3 separate regions of the Mus musculus genome follow, and regions 1 and 2 are each linked to region 3. Evidence: chromatin contacts called from public HiChIP or PLAC-seq and promoter capture Hi-C data. All regions are on one chromosome and are shown on one strand. Each heading gives the region's core, a stretch centred on a gene start, on an enhancer-like site or on the middle of the called end of the contact. The rest is flanking DNA. Distances are from core to core; before and after follow the strand shown. Region 1 has its middle 89 kb from the start of Capn13. Region 2 overlaps Galnt14 (polypeptide N-acetylgalactosaminyltransferase 14). Region 3 holds the start of Galnt14 (polypeptide N-acetylgalactosaminyltransferase 14).

Region 1 (5,021 bases), core at 1,307-3,806, 220 kb after region 3:
GTATAATGCTGGCCTTCCATAGCTACAAGGTCCACATCTGTGCACCCAACCACCCACAGACTAAAGCCACATGGGAAAAATGCATCTCTATTGAGCATTATGGTTTTTCCCTTTTTCATTATTCCCTGAACCGTAGAGTATAAAAACCACTTTCACTTTCATATACCCTTTAAATTATAGTAGATCTTTTAACTAGCACGGAGCTGGCTTAAAGTATAGAAGAGAATTGCAAAAGTTAGATGCAATATGGAGTAGGGGACATGGCGCTGCAGGTGCGTATGTTTGCTGTGCAAGCATGAGGACCTGAGTTCAAATCCCCAGCACCACAAAAACAAAAACAAAACAAAAGCAAAAACAAAACAAACAAACAAACAAACAACAAAAAAAAAAAACCAGGTGTCCATGTCTGCGGTAGAGACAGGACTCCTTCTGGAACTTCTGGCTACCAACATAGCCCAGGCTCAGGGTAAGGCCTTTCTCAGGGGAATAGGCACAGTAATAGAGCAGGACGCCTAGTGCCCTTCTCTGGCCTCTGCACATGGCCAGTGCAAAACCTTCACACACATATGCATTACACACACACACAGACACACAATATATATGCAAACGTGGTACCATTTTATATGAATAACTTTAGCATCCACAGAGTAGACATCCAAGGGGACGAAGATCCCACCTCCTATGTATTCTCATGAACTGAGCATAAAGAAAAACAGGTGCTTCAGACACTCTGGTGTCTCATTTAGAATAAGGGGCAGAATAGTATTGAATGAATAGGAAGAGATGGGAGTGTTTAGGTAAATCTGGGCTCTGCACAGATGGTGGAGCCTGGTGCCGCATCGAATCTAAGATTTCCTTTCCTGGCCGTTTGTTTCCCTTTGTGCTTTATAATTTCCCACTGTGAGCTCATCTTCAGTGAGAGTCTTTCCTCTGGGCATCCTGCATACTCTGATTGTAGAGGCATGCCTCTGGGGAGGTTTAAGCTTGCCTCCGCTAGGATCCCATTGGATTGCTTTGATTTCCAGCCAATTTATGAATTGATTTTTCTGTCAATGGTTTTCACACTGAGAGATGAGAATCTGGACCCTGGCTCTCTGCTTGGCACAATCTTAGATTTTGATCATTTATAGATTGCCTTTTTTTTAGAGGTTGCTTTAGTCATGTTTCCCTGGGGTTGCAATTCCCCCACCATATGGACACCCCACTTCTGGGCCCTGGTACTCATGAGGTTGTAGGTCTCCTAACTGTCTCTGCCTGTGCATAAAACCCAGCCCTAGTGATACACGTCTGCTTTGATCCCCTATAATTGGTCTTTGCTACTTTGTGGCTTCTTTGTTTTCCCACCCCTTATCACCCCAATTTTACTCCCTATTTCTTGTGATATGAGAGAAAGAATAGAAGAGAGAGCAAGAGAGAAGGAGATCAATTCCTGAATCTAATTTATTTCCTTTCATTTCTTCTTTGAGCTTAGCTCCTGACAAACTACAACAAACCCCTATGAACCACCAACAAACACACTCCCCTGCCTCTTGGGAGTCCTAGCATTTATCTACCTTCTGAACAGTTCCCAGAATTCCAAATGTCACACAATCACAGAAGCTATCTGCAGCTGGCAAAACCGTGCCTTGGCTAGAGTATGAGGCAAGTCACAGTGAGCTGCAGTAGACAGTCTGAAGCAGCCCCATATCCCCACACCTGGAATTAAATAGAAAAGATATACTGTTTTGTGGTTTTTAAAGAAACCAAAGTTCCAGGATTGTCCCTACAACTCACACACACACCTCACTCACCTCTCTCTCCTCTCTCTCTGAATTCCCGTGCATTTTTGGAATTTTGATTTACTCCCTCCCTTCTTTCAAATGCAGCTGTGGTTTCAAATTATCTTATCCAATATTTATGTGTGCATGTGGTAGGGGGTTTCCTTTGTTGGCTCTGACCAGAATTCCTTAGTGCTGTAATTAGCTGTCACCACTGTCTTCCCCACTGGCTGGGGGAACCTTATCTTATTGTAGACACTCAATAAATTTCTATGAATGAGTGAGAGAATAAGCCTGTGATTCTTTAGCACCACTTCCTAATTACCTCCTGGCTAGTTATCAGACATTTGAGTTTTTAAAAGACAGCCAAGGCAAGAGTGGAAGACAGAGAAGACAAATTTATAACAATAAAATCTTGTTATAATACACATAGATTTGGGGATCATGCATATTTAACTTCATAATGACAGAGTTTAATACTGAACATGCTAACTGGAAAGAACTATCAGTAATGAAAATCTTTAATACTGCAGTGGAGCCTGGCCAGAGAGAATTTGTTCTCAGAAACTCGGAGGCGGGGAGAGCAAGTGGGAGTGGGGGTGATGAAGGGTTGGACAAGAGCCCTTGTATTTAATCTGCAAGCATCTCAGGCGTGTCTATTGGCATCTAACAAGATATGCCCTGGCCTCCAGAGAGAAGAGAAAACTGTAACTGTGGTCCTCTTAGGTGACCCACAGAGAAATGCCCTGTTTCGCTTATGCTGTCCACTGAATCGTCCTCTCCCAAACGCTCCATCCTTTCAGCACCCGGGACAGCGTCTGCCATGCAGGCTTTGGGCAGAAAGGACTAAGGGAGGCTTAGCAGCTGTGCAGATGTCCGCGATGTGGCAGGTGGAAGCCCGTTGGCTCCTGCCACACAGAGCCAATCATCTGAACTTCCCTCGTGGGCTACAGTCTCTGGAAGCCTAAGTTGGATTAGCCAAGTCTGAAGCTCTGAGCGCTTTTCCATTTGCCATGGAGCTGACTAATTTAATGAAGCCGTCACAGTGCAAACCTCGGGGCTTATTGGAGAAGGACTCCAGCACGACATTATTTCACAGCAGTAGATTGCATCATTTTCATTTCACAGCTTTCCAATGGGAAATAATAAAACAAAATTACAAACATAATGAAGAAAGAAAGAAAGGAAGAAAAATCCGTGGGTGAGAGGAGAGCCCTCTATTCTGAGATAGGGGCTGCTTCTCTCCTCCACTTGAGCCAATAAATATCACCTGGTTTCACTCTGTAGGGGAGAGCATCCCAGGATGCAGGCACCTGCATGGCTGGAGATAAGAAGGGGCAATAACTCACTGTCCAGGAACACTGAGCAGCCACGGCAGTCCTGTAGACACCCTTTCCGAGGAATCCAGCTTCCAGTGGGGCAGGGTGAACTAGTGGTATGTGGGTATGCACTGTGCTGGACTTCCCCCAGAAGACAAAGCTATTTGACCAGTGGCACTTCACCTAGTTTAGATGAAAGAAAAGATCCCTGGCCTCCTCGGTCCTGCAGGATGCTTTCATTGTGACTGTGGGTGATCTGACAGCCAGAGGCTAAATGGCAGTCAACTGAGGGAGAAAGCCTTTCCCAAAAGCTGTTCTCATTAATTGCACTGAGGTGTACAGATGCAGGGAGGCCACCAAGCTCTGCCAGGCCTTCTATTCTCCTCTGTGGTCCTGTCCTTCAGCCAAGGAGATGCTCCAGGGCTGCCCCCAGCAAGGGGATGAGACTTCATTGCATCTGGCTGGATTCCTCCCCTGCCTCTTACTCCAAGAGAGGGGGTGGTGTGAGGTGAGGTGGGGTGGGGTGGGGTGGGGTGGGGTGGGGTCAAGTGAGGGAGTAGGATCATCTGGAATGACTTTTTTTTAACCTAGGAGCCTCCTTCAAGGCTTCTGCTGGCCCCCTCCTGTCCTCATCTTAGAGGAAGTCTCTCTGGTTGCCAGCTCCTCCCATCTGAGTGGCATCCAATTGTCTCCCAGCTTGACACACACTAGTACCTCCCCTTTCATGTTGGTCAAAGTGCATTTCTAAATAGGGGTTAAAGGTCAGCACCTCCTGGTCCTCATTTTGGACTAAGAACAGATGACTTAAATTTCTCTGATCTCAGCTATCTCCTCTATAAAGCAGTCAGTACCATATCTGCCTCATAATTTCATTTTGGGATTAGATGCAGTGATTCATTTAAAGTTCTCAGTTCAGAGCTAGGCACATAGTAGGTCCTCCCCCTTTGTTCTGTCATCATGGTAGTTCACTAGAGCAGAGGGCAGGATCTGTATGTTTTGAGGCTGACCTCTTTAGTCTTTTTGGGATACTGTGGTGGTTTGAATAGGTTTGGCCCTTAAAGGCTAGTGTATTTGAATGCTTGGCCCACAGGGACTGGCACTATTAGTAAATGTGGACTTATTAAAGAAGGTGTGGCCTCATTGGAGGAAGTATATCACTGGGGGTGGGCTTTAAGATCTCCTTTGCTTAATCTCTGCTCAGTGTGGGATTCTAGTTTCCTCTTGGCTGCCTTTGGATCAAGATGTAGATCTCTCAGCAGCTCCAGCAACATGTCTGTCTGCCTGATGCCATGTTTCCCACCATGATAACAATGGACTGAACCTCCGAAACTGTAAGCCAATCCCAATTAAATGTTTGCCTTTGTATGAAATGCCTTGGTCATGGTGTCTCTTCACAGCAATAAAACCCTAAGACAGATGCTATATTAAAAGTGCCAAAGGGAATGGTTACAACCACAAACATTTATTTCTCATGGTGCTGGAAGCTAGGGCACCCAAAGTCAAGGTACTACCAAATGTGGTATCCGATGAGGTACAGTACCTATTGTATATATAGGTAGAGTACACACACACACATATACATTTACAGATGTGTGTATATGTATATGATATGTGTGTGTGTGTGTGTGTGTGTGTATAGGTATAGGTATAGGTATAGGTATAGGTATAGGTATAGGTATAGGTATAGGTATAGGTATAGGTATAGGTATAGGTATAGGTATAGGTATGGCCTTACTTGGTAAAGAATTATCTGGAATACCTGTTACAAAGATACCAACTCCATTCATGAAGGCTCTGCACTCATGACCCAGTCACCTCCCAAAGGCTCCATCGCAATATCCTCACACTGGGAGTTGGGATTTTAACACCCGAGTTTAGAGTGTACATAAGCATTCAGAACATTCTATCCCCTCAATCCTCAGTGGGCTCTTAAATGTCGGTCTAT
Region 2 (4,823 bases), core at 2,288-4,787, 150 kb after region 3:
CGTTTAATGCCAAAATGGGAAGGTGGCTTGGACTAAGCATTTGCCACGAGGAACTTAGACTACAGATGACTGTGTACAAAGCAGTAAGGGATATACCTGTGGAAAAGCTGATGTTTGCCCCATGGAATGATAGTTCTCGAGCATAGCTGCCTTTCCACATGGGTAACACGGGTATCATGCCTTCCTGCAGCCACTTCGACAATATTATCTTACGGACTACCCCTGTCCTAGGTAGGATTACTGTTGCTGCAACGAGACACCATTGGGGTGCCTCAACTTGGGGAGGAAAGAGTTTATTTGCCTTACCCTTCCACATCACTATCCATCATCGAAGCAAGTCACGACAGGAACTCAAACTTGGAGGCAGGAGCTGATGCTGAGGCTATGAAGGAGGGCTACTTACTGGCTTGTTCCACATGGTTTGCTCAGCCTGCTTTTCTTATAGAACCATGGACCACCAGCCTAGGGATGCCACCATCCACAATGGGCTGGGCCCTCCCCATCAAGCACTCACCAAGACAATTCCTTACAGTCAGATCTTATGGAGGCATTTTCTCAGTTGAGTTTCCCTTCTTTTAGATCATTCTAGCTTCTGACAAGTTGACATAAAACTACCCAGCACAGCAACTTTCCATAAGCACTTTGGTTAGACTCCCAAGTCAAGTAATCTTTTTACCTTATTTTATGATAATATTTCATATTTTACCTATGACCTTTGCCAGACCTGGCTCTTCATCCCTCTTCAGAAGCCTGCTTCTCTTTGAGTTATCTTTTGGCATTTTGGCAAACATTTTGAAGCTGTATCATAGAATATGGGGAGAAATTAGGGGTGAATACAAGAATTCTTGGGTTCTTCCTGAGACAAGGCTCTAATCTCTTGAGCCCCTTTACCATCTGTGATGGCTAGTTTTGGTTGTCAACTTGACTGCATCTGAAATGAACTAAAATCCAAGTAGCTGGGCACACCTGTGAGGGATTATTTTTTCTTAATTACATTATTTGAAGTGGGAGGACACACTTCTAATCTATATCTTTTGATGTGGGAAAATCCACCTTTAATTTGGACCCCACCTTTCTGCTGGCAGCCTATATAAAAGATATATTTCCCCCTCCCCCTCTCCCCTCCCCCTCCCCCTCTCCCTCTCCCTCTCCCCTACCCCGAAAGTCCTTTCCTTCATTGGCATTATAACCTACTTATTTTGGATTCTGGCATATACTGAAGACCAGCTGAGAAATCCAGCATTTTGGACTGAACAAATACTAGATTCCTGCAGGTTCGATTGGTAGACAACCATTGTTGGGCTAGCTGGACCACAGCCTGTAACCCTGCAATTCTAATAAATCTAATATATATATATACAGCATCCATTTCTTCATGTGAACCCTGAGTGTAATAACTGGAGGTGGTTATTATGGTCACTTCCAGTCCCATCTGCTGCATCAACCGCTCTTCTTCCAGTAAGATTGTGTGCAAGAACTGACTTAGGAGCGGAATCAGGTTAGAAGCTATTTCCAGAAACATGACACCTTCCTGCTTTGCAGTCTCTTCCTCCCACCCCCATCGCCCTGGATTAATCTTTGCCTCCACAAACTCCCCATCCTAGCCAGATTCAAGGACTCTCCAAAACCATTAGCACCATCCTTTATAGTGCTACCTTGTCTGTTTCCTCCAGCCTTCTTCTTCCTCAGCATGGAGGCCACCAGACCTCTCTTGGCCTGAGGTACTAGCATCTGTTGGTCAGATCTGTTTTGTCAATTGTCAGACCCTGCCTTTTACACGGGAAACATAGGCTCTTCTAGCACAACAGGATCAGGACCATTTGCTGCTGAGCAGGGCATGGCTTGTGGGTGGCAGTTTAGCATATTGCAGTCACTTGCCTGAATGTGTCACCTGGAATAGGGACTCAGAATTTTCACACTTCTCATCTTTAACACTTAAAACTTGCCACATGACAGTCCCCTCCCCTGCCTCCAGTACTTTAAAGAACCAACCGTTGGTTTGTTGTATATGAGGCACATGCCCCTAATGCTGGGTAGAAACGGTGCTGGTAGATTGCTTGAAGAAATCATAAGGGCTCATAAGTGTAACTGGGCTATTCCCTAAATAAAATGATGAACGGTCCAGGATGTCCTCCAAGTAAAGCTACTTGTGCCTTATACTTATGTAGCAGTTTACATCTCTTGTAATGTCCTCTTTAGTCTTGGGTGAAGAGACCATTTCGGGGAAGGAAGTTGAGGCTCAGGCAAGGGACCTGGAGCACTAAAGGCAAGGCTAGATTTTCAAATTCTTGGGAGTTTTGGGAAAACATCTCTCTCCTATCTGGTCCTTAGGTGAGTTACTGAAACGTCTCAAGACTCCATTTCTTCATCCATAGAATGGGAATACTGATAATCTTCTCTCTACTCTAGAGTAGTAGAAGAAAGCAAGGTAGGCTCAGAGGAAGAGAGATGATGGTGGATGCAAGATGAACATGGATGAACCCTGGCTCAGAGCTCTCTCCTGCCCTCTTGGGTTGTATGCTGCTTGCTCTTTATGTATTTCGCTGAGCTCAGCTCAGCTCAAGGATGCTCTCTGGTATAGAGCGTGCTGGCAGGATGTCCTTGGAGAGCTCCTGGACTCCTAGCACTGAGCATTCCACTTGAATGTCAAATGTACTTTAAAGGCTGGAAAGCAACAAAGAAGTGGGGAGACATTCGCAACAGTTCATATGGTGGAGTTTACACTTAAAAGATGCCGAGGAGAGAAGCCAAGGCCAGAAGAAGAAGAAGTGATTTAGGGCTCAGGGCCAGCAAGTACAAAATGTGTTTGACAAGAGATGAAAAGAGCAGGAGAGGAGATGACAGCTGTGGGTGGGAGAAGCTGCAGAAAGGAGGCTCAAGCCCAGCATGGTGACAGACAGTGGAATGGCACAGGGAGGGCCACATGTGAGGACTCAGGTGGCTAGAAAGCCAGATGAATGTTGGTGTAAGGAGGAGCCCTTTAGCACGGGCCAGCCAGTCCCTCTATGCTAGCTAGCAGTAAGGTCTGTAACTGCCAGAGCTGGGTATCTTAGGTATCTCTGAGAACACAAGAAGAAGCCCTTATATTGGTGGAGGCTCTATTACAATAAGCTGTTCTTGCTTTTTTACCTTGTCTGCTCCAGAATAAACCTGTAGACAGCCAGGGTAGCCACACTGTCACTTCCTCTTGCCCCCAGTCCCTCAGTGTGAGTCTCCATCATTGTTCATTCACACACTTCCCTGAGCCTGCCTGGGTCATCTCTCCAGGCAGAGAACACAGTATCTCTTGGCTCTCAGATCTGCTCCCTCCTAGGCTAGGTCCTTCTGTTCACTGTTTGAGCTGAGCCAGACACCCTGGAATCACGGTCTTCTTTTGCTCTATGTTTTTGTCCAGTCCACTTTCTAGAGGTCTCCGAGTCTCTGTGCACTTTGTCCAGCTCATCCCTCCTGCTCAGGTGACTAACAACCCCAACAACCCCACTGGCTTAGCCCTGAGTGGCATCTGCTCAAGATTACACACCCCCACACGTATGCACACACAGTCTAGAGCTTTGCAAAAGCAGACTCGTGCTGCCTCATCTGACACTCTTCTCTGACAGTGTTCATGTGTTTCCCCACAGCCCTGCAAAAAGGCTGACCAGGGCTCATTTTCTGGTTAAAAGGGTGGACTGCTTTGTTCCCTGTTCTTGTTTCTGCTCAGGACACTCCTTCATCTTTCAGTAATTCAGACAGTGTGTCTATTCTCTGGGATAATCTTAGTTTAAGTCCAGCATCTCCCACACACTCGTGCCCATCTCTAATAAAAACTATCACTCCAAAATTGTAAGAATCCATTCCCTCTATGTCTACCACCCAAGCTTTGAGGGCCATGTGTCAGGAGTGCTGAGCTCTTTTTGTAGCTCCAGAGTCCTGTGCAGTCCCTGGTCATCATTCTTTGTTCATCAGAATCGGCATTATGAACAGGGATTCAACGTGTGCCTTATATCCATTCACAAACTCCCTATTGAAAACAATGTCTGGGAGTGCGGGAGTGGGAAGGAATCCTCAGAACAGAATGAGAAAATCAAGTCATGGGAAATTTAAAGCCACCTTCACTTCACAAAGGATTCTCGTGTTCACTCATAAATCCAGGACCATAATCGGCAAGCACTTATTGATCATACTGTTCCCCTGACATGTCCCAGGCACCTTATATATGTGCTCTCGGCTAAGCCTCACAACTTTGCCGTGATCCTAGTTTTAGAGATGAGGAAATTGACTCTGGCAGGTCGAGTAACTTGCCTGTAAAGAATATAAAAATGGAGGAAAGTGGCCCTGCCCAGAGAAAGGCAGTCTCCCTATAGAGATGGACAGCTTTGTAGACAGGGTCAGTTCAGATGATGTGTGGTGGAGGAAGGGCTTTAGACCAAGGGATGCACAGTACCTACAGCTAGCACCTGGGCAAGAAGGGGGTAGAGGACAAAGGAGGTGTGTAGAAGATGTCACTAGAGCATAACCAAGGGAGGTGGGTGAGTTGGTTTAGTGGGGACAGAGGCTCCTATGAGAGAACCGTTAAATGGGGAAGTGTTTGAGGGCATGCGACTGCGAGCATAGAATCATCATGAATGATATATGATAGCTGGGACACAGGTCAGACATGGGAGGGCAGAAAAGAGGGGATGGAGACAGATTTATGGGGGTTCACTCAGAGGGTATTCATTTAGGGAAGTGGGAAGCCCTTGCTTTTCTGTTACTTGACCTCTAGCAGCTTTTCCAAGGGACACATTTTCAAGAGTCACTGGAGAAGAGATACTGATCTCTTGGCCCTCAAGGGAAGCATACCT
Region 3 (4,927 bases), core at 1,493-3,992:
ATTGGACCTCAGAGATACGAACGGGCTGAAGAATTGTGACCAGGAGGTAGGCTCTATTTAGGTGGAATGAGACTCCTAATTCAGAGCAGATTTTTATTTTGTTTTGTTTTCTTACAAAATTGCTCAGAGATTTTTCTCCCTATCTTGGTTGTGATGAGAAAGAAGTAGTTTGGGTTAGTCACCAATGATATAGCTCATCTACCCTGTGGGGTCACCAGGGCTCTGTGCTGTTTAGGCTGATGTGTGTGTATGTGTGTGTTTTCTTGTGTGAGTGTATGTGCACAGGCATGTGAAGACCATAGGATAACCTTGGGTGCTTTTCTTCAGTATCATCCATCTTGTGTTTTTGAGACACAGTCTTTCACTGGCCTGGAATTTCTCAAGCAGACTAGGATAGCTGGCCAGTGAACTTGTATTGACTTACCCGTCTCTGCCTCCTCAGCGGTGGGTGTACAAGAATTCAGTTTCTTTCTTTAAGTGAGTCTAGGAATTAGACTCAGAACCTTGTGCTTGCAAAGCAACCACTGTACAGACTGAGTCATTGCCATGCCCCTAACTCCGTTATTAAAAGAACTTTGACTATCTGCCCAAGCTTGGAGAACTCTAAGATACACTGGAGTGAGACCTACCATGCTGGGACCTGCCTGGAGATTTTTTTTCTGGCTTCCAAAACTTAGAAGACTCACCTGTAGTGTCCTCCCATTTGTAATGGCACTTACTGGCCTAAAAGCCTAGACCAACATATTCTATAGTTGGGTCGGTTAATTGCACTTAGCAAAATCGGAGCCTTTAGAAATCTTTCAAGGCCCAGGGACTCTTCCCCATGTGAGAGGAGGACAAAATAGTGATTCAAGAGCAAGAGCTTTAGAAGAATATCTTTGTTCTTCCCAGTGTTACGTACTCTCCCGCGGAGCTGTTTCACCCCAGGGCCTTGGTTTCCCCGTATGCCAGTCTGAGTGAAGCAGGCGTGTGAGGCTGCACCATCTCAGGAGCTTGGCGGTGGTGTTGTGTAACTGTCTGCCATCTGTTACTCAGAAACAGCCCCACAAAGCGCTGAGCAATGGACTCCGCTGCTGCAGCTCCTGCCTGGCGCTCATCAGCGAGTCTACAGCTTGCTCGGGAGGTTCTCGGCAGAGCTGACACAGAACACTTTGCAGGCCCAGGACTGGGACTCTAGGGTGAGGCTCTTGGAAGAGATCCAGAGAGCTCAGAAAGCTGCGGGAGTAGGTGCTCTTGCCACTCGCCAATGCTCCTTGGACAGTTATTCACCGAGGCCTTTGCCTGCTTAAACAACATCTGGAGAGAGTGGACCCAACCTTTCAGAGGCTACGGGTCCAATAGAGACAAGTGTGAGATGCCAGCAGGGCTCTGGGGGCTGACAAGCCTTTTCTGGCTGATTGATTTCCAACCTCAAATTTCTTACCTACATCTCCGCTCCAGAGCCTTTGCCTTATGGCCGAAAGACAAGGTATCAAACACCGGAGCTGTTGGGGGGTGGGGGACACCTCTGTTTCTGAGCAAGTGTCTGGAGGGCTCCATGGCACTGGAGGAGGAATTCTGGAGAACTGACTGGTACCTTTCTCACCTGCAGTCGAGTGTGGGTGCTACCCCTATACTAAGCTCCAGTCTGTGAGTGAAGACAGCAGGGAGCATGCCGCTGGGCCACTCGGTGTCATTCTCACTTGGAGAAACTTGGAGCATCCCTGTAACTAAAACAAGGACTCCAGTGGCCAGGGCTCTGCAGACTTCGCAAAAACTTCCACCTTTTCTCTCTGAACTCTGAGGTAACGCAGCATTCACATCTGAAGATGAGGCACAGTCTTAAGACTTAAGGAAGGGAGAGGCTGACGCTGTGATTTGCCCTGTTGGTTGGGTAGGCTAGGCTAGAAACCACACCTCCCTATTCTAGAGATATGGTTAGAAATTCATCCAGCCCACCTGAGGCCTGTATGGAAACTGGAGTCAGAACTGTTCCTGTCTCTAAATCCAAGTGACTTTAGTCTGTAGCTGGAAGATGTATTCCTTAAAGGCAACTGGGAAAGGGATTTGGGGAGCTACTCCCACACACCCCAGGGCCACCTTTCACAAAACTTCCGGTGGTTGTGCTAACATTAGACCCTTTTTTTCTGGCAAGCCCCAGAAAAAGGGCTTATTTTTACAAGGAGAAAAAAAAAATCCTCAGGGATTTACTTTTGCCTTAATTTTTAAAAGGACATCTTTCGAGTTAAATTTAGACCAGCTCAGTTTTCCATTAAGAGAAAGTTGCCAGGCACCTACCTGCTCAAAGGCAAAGAATACCCTGGGGAGATGGCTGAACTCGACCTTGGCCCTGAAATGGTCAAGTCTGAACTTGAGACAACATCTGGGTCAACCAACCCTACTATCCCAGTGATGGCTCCCGGCTAGCGAACCCTCCTGTGAGCACCATGTGCAGAGCCCCGCAGCAAACAGAAACTCCTCCCCGGTAGTGCCTCACCTGGCGCGGGCTAGTCCTTAAGTATCAGCTTGCTTGATACAAGTCAGTATCCTATAACCGGTCCCCGCCCAACCCCTCCCAGCACAACCCTAGCCCAGGATGGTCCCAGAGCTGCATCCAAGGTCCCTCAACCGCAGGGTGCTCCACGGTCGGCGGGAGGCGGTAGCGCCCCCGCTCAGAGCCCGGTTCGCTCCCGCCCCGCTCTCCCTCGGAGTCAGTCTGTCTGTCGGGCCCGCCCTCCCTCCGCGCTCCCTCCTCCTCGTGCTCCTCCGGGGGTGCCGGGCACAGCCTCGGATTCCACCTTCCCGGCTGCTCGAGTCAGTTTCCCTCGCGGCAGCAGCGGGCAAAGGCAGCCGCGGCGCACAGCAGCATCGCAGCGGCCGCCGCGGCTCTCCGTTTGGAGCGGGCGCCGGGCTGAGCTGCCCCTCGTCCCTGCCCGGCCGCGTCTCTAGTCTCCGGCGCCCCTCGCCGCTCCGTTCCCGGCTGTGGCTTCTCTCCGAAGCGGGCGGGGCAGGATCCCGCCATCCAACATCGGGATCCCAGGAGCAGCGTTTCTCCTAGAGCGAGGCGCTCGGCAGACTCGTGCCCCGCCACCCCTGACCGCCGGGGGGTGCCCCAGGGACGCGTCGCCACCAAGAGAAGCAGGCAGAGGGGACCATGCGGCGGCTGACTCGCCGCTTGGCGCTGCCCATCTTTGGGGTGCTCTGGATCACCGTACTGCTGTTCTTCTGGGTCACCAAGAGGAAGTTGGAGGTGCCGCTGGGACCCGAAGTGCAGACCCCCAAGGTATGCCGTTTCGTGGCGCACAGGGCACAGGGCACCGGGCACTGGCAGGTGGAAGGGTGCGTGGTCCACGCACTGGGATTGAGGGTTCAAATGCAGGGGTGTCGAGGTGCTGCGATGGGGAACAGGCGCGGGATGCGGCCATGGGGAGGTGCTTGTGGAATTTAAGAAGCTTGGGGCGTCTCCATATCTTTGGCGTGTGTAAGTGGCAGTGGGCGTGGGTGGTGGGCGCGCGCTCGCAGACAGAGCCGGGCTCCCAACTTAACTAGCAGTCCGGTGGCCAAGGGGGCGCTGCGGACTAGCTACTTTGGGACTGGCGGTCGGTGGGTGCCGCTGGAGGGTCACTGGAGGTTGCTGGGTGAGCGATGCTGGCACCCATGAGAAGTCTGGTGGATTTGCGGACTCCTTCCCTTTGCTGCCAGGCCCCAGAGGAGGAGACGATGACCCGGGTGCTGTGCGCACGTGAACAGCACTAGCGACCCCCCTGGAGGCCTCCCAGCCTTCCCTACCCACCTGGCCTGGCCTGGTGCCACCGGCTCTGTGAACTGTTCCCCAGTTCATTTGCTGCGTTGGAAGTTGAATGCGCTCAGGACAGCACGGAGGAGCCCATAAGAACAGAAACCTTCCTACTGGCAGGGAGTTGTGGAAATGGGAATCCAAGTGGCTTTCCCAACTCTTGTCCAGTCGGTGCAGCCCAGAGGAGTGGAAGGTTCCCCCTACTGGCTCTCTCTTGAGATTCAGAGCCCCTGTCTTTCTTTTCCACAGCCTTGACCAGGGGAAACAGAGCGAGGCTTCTGGGGATTTGCTGGCAGCTAAGCAACCTTTATGAGCCCAGGGCAATCTCTAGGAGTGGGAAAAGACCTTGGAGGAGCCTGTAGTCGGAAAGAGGAAGACATGAACATCTCTGTGTTAAGTAGGAGTGGATCTCACCGATAAGTACAGTAGGGAGGGCCTACTGTGTGCTAAGTGCATAGTTGGTGTTTTCTTCATAAGGAGTTGTTTAATATTGTTCTTATTTCATAGATGGGGAAACAGGCCAAGAGTCTTTAATTAACTCGTCTTAGATCGTTCTGGGTTTGAACTCAGACCTCCACAGAATTTTCCCACTTGGATCCCAATAGACTCTTCTTTTAACCAAAGTACATTTTAAACCAAAGTTTTGGAATCTTGCCAATATTAGTTGATCGAAATAAGCATTTAGTTTAGCACCCATGGAGCTAGGCTCGGTGCCATTGGATGCAGAGATGCAGGATTTTCTCCTTGGTGGAGGGTGGTCTGCTCATCAGTGGTCCAGGACACGCAGGATTGATAGTCAAGTGGGGTCACTGCACTGGGTGTCATGGGAGCCCGGCCACTGCTGGAGGAGGTACAATAGGTGAGTTGAGAAGGATGGATCAGTGGCCCGTAGGCAGAGCACATTCCAAATAGAGAATAAGCCAGCTTTGAAGGAACAAGACAGCATGAAGCCTGTGGCGGTCAGAGGAATGAGACAGGGACAGTGTGTGTGTGGGTCTAGTCAGGAAGGACCATGGAAGCTGTGGGTGGTTAAGCAGGGTAGTGATGCGATCGATTGGTATGTCCATCAGGCAGCCTTTATAGTCCAGGATCTATTTCCTTAATGTTGCAGACCCTGACCACGAATCTGTAGGTGTTTTTCTTACTTTTCCC

The links. Promoter capture Hi-C pulls out the DNA fragments that hold promoters and counts their contacts. HiChIP or PLAC-seq counts read pairs in DNA pulled down with a chosen protein or histone mark.
Region 1: a contact with region 3 is called in an H3K4me3 HiChIP or PLAC-seq map of neural tube, with 4 times the contacts expected there. The contact joins the enhancer-like site here to the promoter of Galnt14 in region 3. A contact is called at or near these places in 6 of 39 promoter capture datasets (the C10 cell line, the HPC-7 cell line, embryonic stem cells and 3 more), 2 of 15 datasets of contacts at CTCF or cohesin (large pre-B cells and pro-B cells), 3 of 484 Hi-C or Micro-C datasets (differentiating embryonic stem cells, nephron progenitors and uterus), 11 of 115 datasets of contacts at active chromatin or transcription factors (SST interneurons, craniofacial prominence, differentiating embryonic stem cells and 8 more) and 4 of 9 other capture datasets (adipose tissue, embryonic stem cells, liver and 1 more).
Region 2: a contact with region 3 is called in a promoter capture Hi-C map of hippocampal neurons, with 7 times the contacts expected there. The contact joins the enhancer-like site here to the promoter of Galnt14 in region 3. A contact is called at or near these places in 7 of 39 promoter capture datasets (the 3T3-L1 cell line, the C10 cell line, cranial neural crest and 4 more), 8 of 484 Hi-C or Micro-C datasets (cerebral cortex, cortical neurons, embryonic fibroblasts and 3 more), 8 of 115 datasets of contacts at active chromatin or transcription factors (SST interneurons, VIP interneurons, embryonic forebrain and 5 more) and 3 of 9 other capture datasets (embryonic stem cells, liver and pancreatic islet).

Annotation. Positions count from the first base shown.
Region 1 is chr17:73,485,641-73,490,661 of GRCm38.p6, reverse strand. No RefSeq gene overlaps it. Among named protein-coding and RNA genes, the nearest start is that of Capn13, 89 kb to the right of the region's middle. Within about 2 kb of position 2,556, at least 35 of the 459 cell types and tissues checked have an H3K27ac peak or open chromatin away from gene starts, as enhancers often do. A contact at or near this core is called in SST interneurons, craniofacial prominence, hippocampal neurons and 1 more, where this site is marked.
Region 2 is chr17:73,558,390-73,563,212 of GRCm38.p6, reverse strand. All of the region lies in intron 2 of Galnt14 (polypeptide N-acetylgalactosaminyltransferase 14), which reads left to right. Among named protein-coding and RNA genes, the nearest start is that of Gm46602, 110 kb to the left of the region's middle. Within about 2 kb of position 3,537, at least 12 of the 459 cell types and tissues checked have an H3K27ac peak or open chromatin away from gene starts, as enhancers often do. A contact at or near this core is called in cerebral cortex, forebrain and hippocampal neurons, where this site is marked.
Region 3 is chr17:73,708,266-73,713,192 of GRCm38.p6, reverse strand. Galnt14 (polypeptide N-acetylgalactosaminyltransferase 14) reads left to right here and starts at 2,742. Exons shown (of 15, transcript NM_027864.2): 1 at 2,742-3,262. The coding sequence starts at 3,134.